Regions from separate parts of the Mus musculus genome. Here all the other regions are linked to region 3. A link is a contact called in public Hi-C and HiChIP or PLAC-seq data. All regions are on one chromosome and are shown on one strand. The core of a region is the stretch at or near the end of the contact, and the rest is flanking DNA. Distances in the headings are between cores, read along the strand shown. Region 1 holds the start of Vamp8 (vesicle-associated membrane protein 8). Region 2 has its middle 33 kb from the start of 9130221F21Rik. Region 3 overlaps Gm38832 (a long non-coding RNA gene).

What was found. A called contact is a pair of places that touch in the nucleus more often than the background predicts. HiChIP or PLAC-seq counts read pairs in DNA pulled down with a chosen protein or histone mark.
Region 1: a FOXA1 HiChIP or PLAC-seq map of pancreatic cancer cells shows a contact between it and region 3. The contact joins the promoter of Vamp8 here to the enhancer-like site in region 3. A contact is called at or near these places in 1 of 39 promoter capture datasets (neutrophils), 2 of 484 Hi-C or Micro-C datasets (CD8 T cells and embryonic stem cells), 2 of 115 datasets of contacts at active chromatin or transcription factors (microglia and pancreatic cancer cells) and 1 of 9 other capture datasets (adipose tissue).
Region 2: a Hi-C map of bone marrow-derived macrophages shows a contact between it and region 3, with 38 read pairs. The contact joins two enhancer-like sites. A contact is called at or near these places in 2 of 39 promoter capture datasets (both in liver), 1 of 15 datasets of contacts at CTCF or cohesin (large pre-B cells), 32 of 484 Hi-C or Micro-C datasets (the AtT-20 cell line, B cells, the C2C12 cell line and 15 more), 12 of 115 datasets of contacts at active chromatin or transcription factors (the NIH/3T3 cell line, bone marrow-derived macrophages, embryonic stem cells and 6 more) and 1 of 9 other capture datasets (embryonic stem cells).

What each region holds. Positions count from the first base shown.
Region 1 is chr6:72,389,159-72,392,271 of GRCm38.p6, forward strand. It overlaps Vamp8 (vesicle-associated membrane protein 8), which reads right to left and starts at 1,509. Exons shown (of 3, transcript NM_016794.3): 1 at 1,316-1,509. The coding sequence starts at 1,318.
Region 2 is chr6:72,008,005-72,011,045 of GRCm38.p6, forward strand. No RefSeq gene overlaps it. Among named protein-coding and RNA genes, the nearest start is that of 9130221F21Rik, 33 kb to the right of the region's middle. Within about 2 kb of position 1,682, at least 15 of the 459 cell types and tissues checked have an H3K27ac peak or open chromatin away from gene starts, as enhancers often do. A contact at or near this core is called in the C2C12 cell line, the NIH/3T3 cell line, bone marrow-derived macrophages and 1 more, where this site is marked.
Region 3 is chr6:72,163,709-72,166,536 of GRCm38.p6, forward strand. The region is part of intron 1 of Gm38832 (a long non-coding RNA gene); the gene reads left to right. Among named protein-coding and RNA genes, the nearest start is that of Gm38832, 3.2 kb to the left of the region's middle. Within about 2 kb of position 1,368, at least 42 of the 459 cell types and tissues checked have an H3K27ac peak or open chromatin away from gene starts, as enhancers often do. A contact at or near this core is called in the C2C12 cell line, CD8 T cells, the NIH/3T3 cell line and 4 more, where this site is marked.

The DNA of each region.
Region 1 (3,113 bases), core at 259-2,758, 230 kb after region 3:
TGGATTGTCTCCTCCAGTTGGATGGGCAGGAGAGAGCAGGATACTGAATTCAGGCAGGCAGGCTTGCTCTGCAAACACTTGTACCTGCCCAGCCATCTCGGCTGCCAGCCATGTAAGTGCATTTTTTAAGTCCCAGAAGATGAGGTTTGACCCTGGATTCTCATCCACCTTCTTTGGAGGATTTTCAGCGTGACAAGGAAAAACAAAAAAAAACAAAAAACAAAAAACAAACAAACAAAAAAACAGCACACGACTGCCCCTGTCTTGACTCCACAAAGAGGGTCAAGGAGAAAACCCAGCTGACGTTTCCTCAGCAGAGCACAGCCAAGAACTATTAACTGGTTCCTGTAGCCTCCCTCGGCTCAATCCTAGTGGGTTCTCTCTAAAACTGTGAGAGTTGACCAGCAGCACACTCTTGCCCGGCCCAACCCAAATAAATGCCCTTCTCCAGACAGCTGTTGGTGAGTTCTGGTTCCAGCCTACTGGGCAGTGTAGCCCCGGTTCAGTGGATGTGGCCCCCAGAAGGCATCATGTGCCGTTGGACCATATACTTCTGCTTTCCCCACAATTTAACGCCTGGTAGGCCGCACACCACCGCCTGCTTATGCAGATATTAATAAAAGTCCTTCCTGCTGCGGTCGCTCTATCCAGGAGGCCTCTAGATAAGGCTTTTGAACAAGGAGGGAAGAGGCCTGACTCCTCCCTTAGGGACCCAGGGGGCCTCAGGTACCGGCCACGGGTGTGGGCTGAAGCTAGATTATCGGGAAGAACCGCCATCTGGCTGCTTTACAAACCCTTGGCACTGTTGCTAATGTTTCTAGAAAAGGGTGGTGCTTTTGGTGGCCAGGCAGATAGATCCTCTGGGTGTCTGCATAGATACAGTGCGAGGGTAAGGGGGAGAACTCCAGTCCGCGGGGCTGGAATCTGAGCCCCAAAGAGCAGGAACGCTTGTGGCCCGGTAATGTCACAACACCGGGCTCAGGCCCAGCTGGAGGAGGCGGAGGAGGGGGAGGGCGCGGCGCAGCAGCTCGGCTTGGAATTTGGGTCCCCCAACCCCCACCGAAATCCTGATCGGATCCAGCACCGAGGTCACGGGAGGAAGGAGGTGGAGAAGTGTCAGGAACCCCTGGCCCGGAGTGCGGAGCTATTTGTGGAGGAGTTGTCAAAAGTAAGGAGACAGAGGCAGCGCTGGCCCAACCCCGCCAGCCCTCTGACTGCCGCCAACTTACCTTTCTCGACACAGGCAACCCCCAGGCCCGATCCCCCTCTGGCAGCTGCTCTAACTCGCTCTTTTCTTGGTCCCCACGTCACTCACCATGTCTCGGAGCACTTGGGCCTCTCAAAGCAGAACTTCGCCTAGTCTGTTTCCACCCAAGGCAGCCACAGCTTCACTTCCTGCTTACTCCAACTTTCAGCCCGCCTCCTGACCATCCCGCGACTCCAGCCACTCCGGCTCCTGCCACACACGTAACTGCAGGTTTCTCCAGGTAGGCGGCTGCCCTCTGCTGCCGTCCTCCTAGTCTCCTCCCAAACAAAAGCTTAAGCAACAGGGTTGGGGGAGGGGGGAAGGAGAAAAGAAGGATCAACAGTCCTCCTAAGTTTTCAGAAACTTCTTTTATGCTTCAAAGAAGTAATTCTAGTTTTTCAGGGACTTACATTAGCATTATTTAGATAGAAACGAATGTACAGGCGAAGATACCTTGTTGGGCAACCTTTGTCCCCAAGGGCCATCCTGTATGAGAAGAGAGCTCTAAGATCCCCCAGAAAACGGGGGCTAGGGAGATGGGTCAGCAGTTGGGATCACCCGCTGCTTTTGCAGTAACCCAGGTTCAGGTCCCTACACCCACCCCTGGCTGCTCACAGACACCTGTATCTGCATCTCGGGGGGGGGGGGGGGGCAGGGGCGGTCCAGATGCCCTCTTCTGGCCTCTGTGGGTATGTGAACATACGTGTGCATACATACACACACATACACATAATTAAAGTCTTTAAAATCTCCAGGAAAATTCCAAGTTGGCCCTGGGGGTGGGATCTTTGTCCCCCTCTAATGTTCTTCGGGTGCTAAGGCTGACCTCAGGCAGTGGGAGGAGTGCAAACAGCAGGGGCAGGGCACCTTATCCTTGTCACAGGACACAGGACAGTCGGGGAAATGGCTCACTCACCAGCCCCTCCTTTCCTTCTGGAGTTGAGCAGTCCTACACTTCCTTCCAAAGGTCACCGTGGGGGTTGGTGACCCTGGTCAGTTGTCAGAGGGTTGTCAGACAGATTAGGATGGGGGCCTAAGAGTAAAGGGTTTTTCCACCACATGTGGCTCTCCGCCAGAGAAAATCTGCTCTTCTCCGGATGGAGTTTGTCAAGACAGAACAATAACAGGGCAGAAAGAGAACAGACATTCTTTCCCACCCCAGAGTAAATAACACCGTCAAGGAGGAAATCTTAGCTCCTCCAACAAATAAGAGGGGTTTTGTTTTGTTTCATTTTGTTGGCTATAATAAATTTAGAATCCCGGAATCATTTTGGGACACTTATGTGTTTTCCCTCGTGCCTGCTCAGGCAGCCATGGAGGAGCTATATCTACAAACACTGCACGCTTAGTTTTACAGAAGCAAATTAAAGCAACTAGTAACACTTTAAAAAAATCTTTAAAAATTTTTTTTGTTGTTGTTGGTTTTTTTGGGTTTTTTTTTTGGGTTTTTTTTTTTTTTGTTTATTTGTTTGTTTTTTTTTTCCGAGACAGGGTTTCTCTGTATATCCCTGGCTGTCCTGGAACTCACTTTGTAGACCAGGCTGGCCTCGAACTCAGAAATCCACTTGCCTCTGCCTCCCAAGTGCTGGGATTAAAGGTGTGCATCACCACTCCCGGCTAAAAGTTTTTATCTTATTATCTTTAAGTGTGTGTGTGTGTGTCTGTGTGTGTGTCTGTGTGTGTGTGTGTGTGTGTGTGTGCCTGAGGGCAGAGGGGTTAGGTTCTCTGGTGAGTTGCAGACAGTTGTGAGACACCTGATGTGGGTGCTGGGAGCTGGACCCTTCTATGCAAGAGTAGCACGTGCTCTTAGCTGTAGAGCTCTCTCTCTAGCCCCTAGTAACACCTTAAAGCGGCACAACTCCTTTCC
Region 2 (3,041 bases), core at 432-2,931, 160 kb before region 3:
ACCATAACTGTCAATATGATAAAAATCCTGATACCAGCTTTGAAGAACGGCCAGATAGAGATATGAAATGTGCTATTTTAAAAGTTGGCATTAAGGCCTGGGATGATGACTAAGCATGTAAGATCATATGTGCAAACATGAGGACTGGAGTTCAAATCTCCACCCATGGAAAAAAACAAGTTCTGCTGTAGTAACCTAACCCAATGCTATTGATGGAGGAGGCAGGGGTGCTGAAATTGTGTGACACTATTCCCGGGGAATGTGAATAAATTTATACATAACCCAGTTAGGAAACCAATAACAAACAAAGTACCACCAAATTTCAAGTTGTTTAACCACTAATTTATATGACTATGGGTGAGAGATTATAGAAACATGGATGACTCGAAGACAGATTTATTACTGCAAGCCATTCCAGTATGGCTGATGATTCAATGATGCTGTAACCCTAGAGCTCTCTGCGCAACTTTCAGACAGCTCAACAGGTCATAGCCTCTCCTCCTCAACAGCCATTATTGCTTATATAACCTTGGGGAGGGAGACCATGTGAATCCGGTAAGTTTCAGGGACTTCCTGAGATTTCTGAGTTGTTTACTTTCTGAGTCTTAACTAGCTTCCATCCCAGATGGACTGATTAGCTTTGAAGGAAATTTCTAAGCAATAGCAGGGGCATAAGGGTCCTGCTTACTGACCACCAGCTCCAGGTTCAGTGAGAGGTCTGTCTCAGAGGAATAAGCAGAAAGTGACAGACCAGGACAACTGTCTTTCCTGGCTTCTGTTAGCTTACAGACACTAAAACCTGCACACACACACACACACATGTACATGTGGTATACACACACACACACACACACACACACACACACACACAAACACACACACTTTTTTTCTAAGATCAGTATTAGACAGGCATGGTGATACAAACCTATAAATCTTAAAATTTAGAGGCAGAAGGATCAAATGTTCAAGGCCAGCCTTGAGTACACTGAGTTTGATGCCAACCTGAGCTATGAAATTCTGTTAAACTAATAAACTAACCAACAATTCAGCACCTTTGTGTGCTTCTTTCTACATCTAAAGCATTTCTGGGAATCTCTGCAACCATTGGTCTTACTTTTAAAAGTTGTCTCTAAAAAACAGCTGGCCTCTATATTTCCATACTATTTGAATGCATTTGCCTTCAACCCAGCTTGTAGGAAGCTGTGTGCTCCCTGTAGGGATGCTGCAGCCTGGGCAGGAGGAACTGTCTTTGCTCACTCACTACCCTGTGGGTTGCCCTGCTGGCCCTGTGGTTATGGTTCCCTATAACCCAGCTCTGTGGACATGCCTTTGCCCCTTTAAGGGCAGGAATCTAATCTCCCCACATCCCAGTTAAAGGCAATCATAAAAGAACCCTTAACGAATGACTAAATGATCAAGGTGATGCCCCCAAGGACTAGGAGAGAGGAGGGCAGGCACAGGCTTTCCACTTGGGAAATCTTAGGGTGCTTCATCTGTAAAATGGCAGCTTCATCCCTTCCCTTTTACAGCTCATGCAGGACTGAGTGAAGTTAGAGAACCTGGGAGAGTTCGAAGAGGTCTGCCTACAGGAGAGGGGATTGCCCCAGGCAGGGAGGCTGTGTTAAAGACCTCAGCTGTCCCTGTCTGCACATGGTTATGGCTGAGTTTCCATCACCTGGCATTCTTATGAGATAAAAATATAAGCCAGGCATAGTGACTCACACCTTCAATCCCAGAAGTGGGGTGGTAGAAGCAGGTGGATCTCTGTGAATTTAGAGCCAGTGTCTTAATCAGGGTTTCTATTGCTGTGAACAGACACCAGGACCAAGGCAACACTTGTAAAAGAAAGCATTTAATTGGGGCTCGCTTACAATTTCAGGGGTCAATCCATTATCATGGCAGAGAGCATGGTTGCATACAGGCAGACACGGTGTGAGAGAATAGTTGAAAGTTCTACATCTGGATCTGCAGGCTGTGTGTGTGTGTGTATGTGTGTGTGTGTGTGTGTGTGTGTGTGTGTGTGTGTGTATTTTTTCAATAATGGCTTGCTGTAAATGAAAGTCCAAGGGTTCAGCTTTTGCTCAGAGTACAAGTCTGGATCTCTCGGTGAGAGGCCAAACCTACTCTATCTTGGGACTGGACTCCATCTTAAAAGGACAGGAAAAAAAAAAAAGAAAAGAAAAGACCTGAGAACTTGGCCCACAGGTGAACTCAAGCTGCACCCAAGTACCAGGAAGGATCCTACGGCTTGTCCTTGGCCAGAGTTACTCCCTTGCTACTTCCTAGCAATGCTTAATCAAAGATTAGTGTGATTGTTTCAGATGAACTTTAAGATTGCTTGTTATTGTGTACAATCTTGCGTCAGAGCACCCACCTGTAGGCTTACAACAGACATTCAGTTAGATGCTTGCCAGGCTGGACCCCCACTCACTCACTTCCATTTTCTATAAAACCTTGTCCAGATGAGAGTTTGGGCTGCTTCACCAGACCATCCTATGGCCGTGAGTAAGGCCAAACTCGAGTTTGTAATAAAGAGACCCCAGTGTGACCACACCAGAGGGAGTTGGCTCCTTGGTGGTCTTTTGGGGTTCATGCACATTTCCTGGCACAACATCAGCAGGCCTTCAGAATATGCCAGACTTCCAGAGGAATAGACTCCAATGTCCTTGAGGAATGGACGTACTAGCAAGGAGAGAGCAAGCAGGCAAAAAGCAAAAGCTTCCTTCTTCCATGTCCTCATGTAGGCTTCCAGCAGAAGGTATGGCCTTCTTAAAGGTGTATCTTCCTGCCTCAAGATCCAGATCAAAGCCGGGCAGTGGCGGCACACGCCTTTAATCCCAGCACTCAGGAGGCAGAGGCAGGCAGATTTCTGAGTTCGAGGCCAGCCTGGTCTACAAAGTGAGTTCCAGGACAGCCAGGGCTATACAGGGAAACCCTGTCTCGAAAAACAAACAAACAAGCAAACAAACAAACAAACGACTCCAGATCAAAGGTGTGTGTGTCTTCCTACCTCAAAAGTCCAAACTAAAAGTAGATTCGCC
Region 3 (2,828 bases), core at 118-2,617:
GCAAAGGTAGTGTAATGAGGACGTCGGCATCAGGGTTCCTCTAGGAAAATTCCATGCTGGAGGAAAGATGGGCCACCCACAGGAACTCTGACTTTAGAGGAAAAACTACCTGCCTATGCATTGTATCCTTCCTGCATTGTCCCCCTCTATCTCTGTCTCTGTCTCTTTCTCTCTCCCTCTCCCTCTCCCTCTCTCTCTCTCTCATACACACTCACATGTAAAGCTGCAGTAAGCAGGTTTAAGGTAGATTGGGGTGTGTGTGTGTGTGTGTGTGTGTGTGTGTGTGTATGTGTGTATGTGTGTGTGTACGTGTGTGTGTGCTGGTACATGTGTGCACACTTGTGCACCTGAGATTGACATTAAGTCTCACTTGATCTCCGAGTTAATCACTTAACTCACTGAGTTAGCATCTCCCAGTTGACCCCAGAACTCACCAATACTGGTTAGTCTAGCTTTCAGGCTTGCTCTGGGCACCCCTGTCTGCCTTCCCAACGCTGGGATTGCCCATCTGGCATTTACATGGGTTCTGGGATCTGAACTCCCAGCCTCACACTCAAAGAGCAAGCACACTACCAGTTTTTTTCCCATCCCATTTCTTCTTTTAATAAAAGCTTTTGGACGCAGGGTCAGGCCTTATGGCTGGAAGCCAGCAGTAGCTTCAGACATCAAAGCTATTAACCATGGGACAAAACGCCATTTTCAGCAAGTCTGAGCCCAGGCCAGGGGGTGATCAACAGGAGGCAGGAGGCAAGAGGCTGGAACTCAGTGCAGACAGAGTGAGCTTGCTGAGGGAAGGAAGTGACACACACTGTCAACTCACAACAGGATATACTTTCTCAAAGCACAGCATGGCATGGCTCACTTTATCTTACCAAACCAAACTGACAAATGTAGGCTCAGGCATGACCTCAGCTGAAACTTTGCAGGCCAAACTGAGATCATTGTCAGGGCAAAAGGCAGTTGGACTCCCAGGGGAATACTAGTGGAAGATTCCCTTGACCCATCGTTAAAAACCAACAATGTGACTGCGGATAGAAGAAGCCATGGGGACCTGGGCGTTGAGTGTCCTGGGAAGGGGGATGCAAGAAATCTGACTTCTTGTTGGGCCACACTGAAAACCGATTGGGGCTGGCGGTCTGGGCCTCAGCATCCTTCAGGCTGCCTTCTGACTCAGGATTCTGCTAGCCATTTATCTAGATTCTTTGAAAGCCAAGAACAGGAGTTAGGAGCCTAACTTTGCATCAGCACTGGTGTGCGCGGGAGCCAGTCACAGCCCCTCTGGCAGTTTCTCCACTCAGCAGAGCCTGTTCACTGGGACTTCGCTTTTGAAAAGAAAACCAGTGACTATTACTCATGAGCCGGTACGCAGCGCCACCTAGTGTCGTGAAGCCGTGTGTACTGTTCTTAGTGCCGAGCTTCCAGCCCTGACTGACTGTTGCAGGGTTCCAGCAGCTGGAGCACACACAGAACCTTCCCGCTCCGTCTGCGCATTTCCTATCTGATGTCCTAGCTAGAGGCTCCTCTTCCCCTCTCATGCCTTTGTCCCCGATCTTTGTTTCTCTGTCATCTCTTTCTGGAAGAACATCAATTCCCATGGGTCAAACCACACACTGGGAGGAAAACAAAACAAAAAAGCCCAAACAAACAAACAAACAAAAAGCCCAGCTTCTTCAACAAATGGTACTGGTCAAACTGGCTGTCTGCACGTAGAAGAATCCACATAGATCTATATTTACAACACTGCCCAAACTCCATATGAAGCAAAGACCTCAACATAAAATCAGATACACTGAACCTGATAGAAGAAAAAGTAGAAAATAGTTTTGAACTCATTGACACAGAAGAAGACATTCTGAACTGAACACCATTAGCATAGACACTGAGAACATAATTCACAAATAGAACCTCATGAAAAGCTACTGTGTGGCAGGGGACATCATAACTCAGACAAAGTAATAGACTACAGAATGGGAAAAGATTTTTTTTTTACCAACAATAGAGTGCTAATATCTCTAAAATGTATAAAGAATGAAAAAACTGGACATCAAGAAAACAAGCAACCCAATTAAAAATGGGGTACATATATGAGCAGAAAATTCTCAAAAGAGGAAATACAAATGGCTGAGAAGTACTTTAATGTTCAGTATTGTTAGTCATCAGAGAAATGCAAATCAACTTTGAAATTTCATCTTATACCAGTCACAATGATCAAGTTCAATAAAACAAGTGACAGCAGATGCTGGTGAGGACATGGAGGGAGGGGTCAGTCCTCCACTGCTGGTGGGAGTGCACACTTGCACAGCTACTATGGAAATCAGTGTGGTGACCCTCAGGGAGATGGGGACTGATCTACCTAAGATCCAACTATACCACTCTTGGACATCTACCTAAAGGCTACTTCATGCTACCATACCATACTATTCTATACCATACTATACGGTACTATTCTATATCATACTATACGGTACTATACTATACATTACTTGCTCAACCATGTTCATTGCTGCTCTATTCATAATAACCAGAAATTGGAAACAGCCTGGATGTCCACCAATGGATGAATATATATTTTTAAATGTGATAAGTTTACATAATGGAATGCATTCAGCCATTAGAGAAATAAAGTCATGAAATTAGGAAATAAAAACATCATCCTGAATGAAGTAACCTAGACCTAGAAAGACAACTTTGGCATACGCTTGTTTATTTGTGATGTTAGCTGTTGAGTCTTTAATAAGCAGGCTACCATCCAGATAACCACAGAGGTTTGGCAGAGAGTAAGGGACTAGCAGGGAGGGAGGGAGGGATGTCCCTAGGAAGGAGAAATA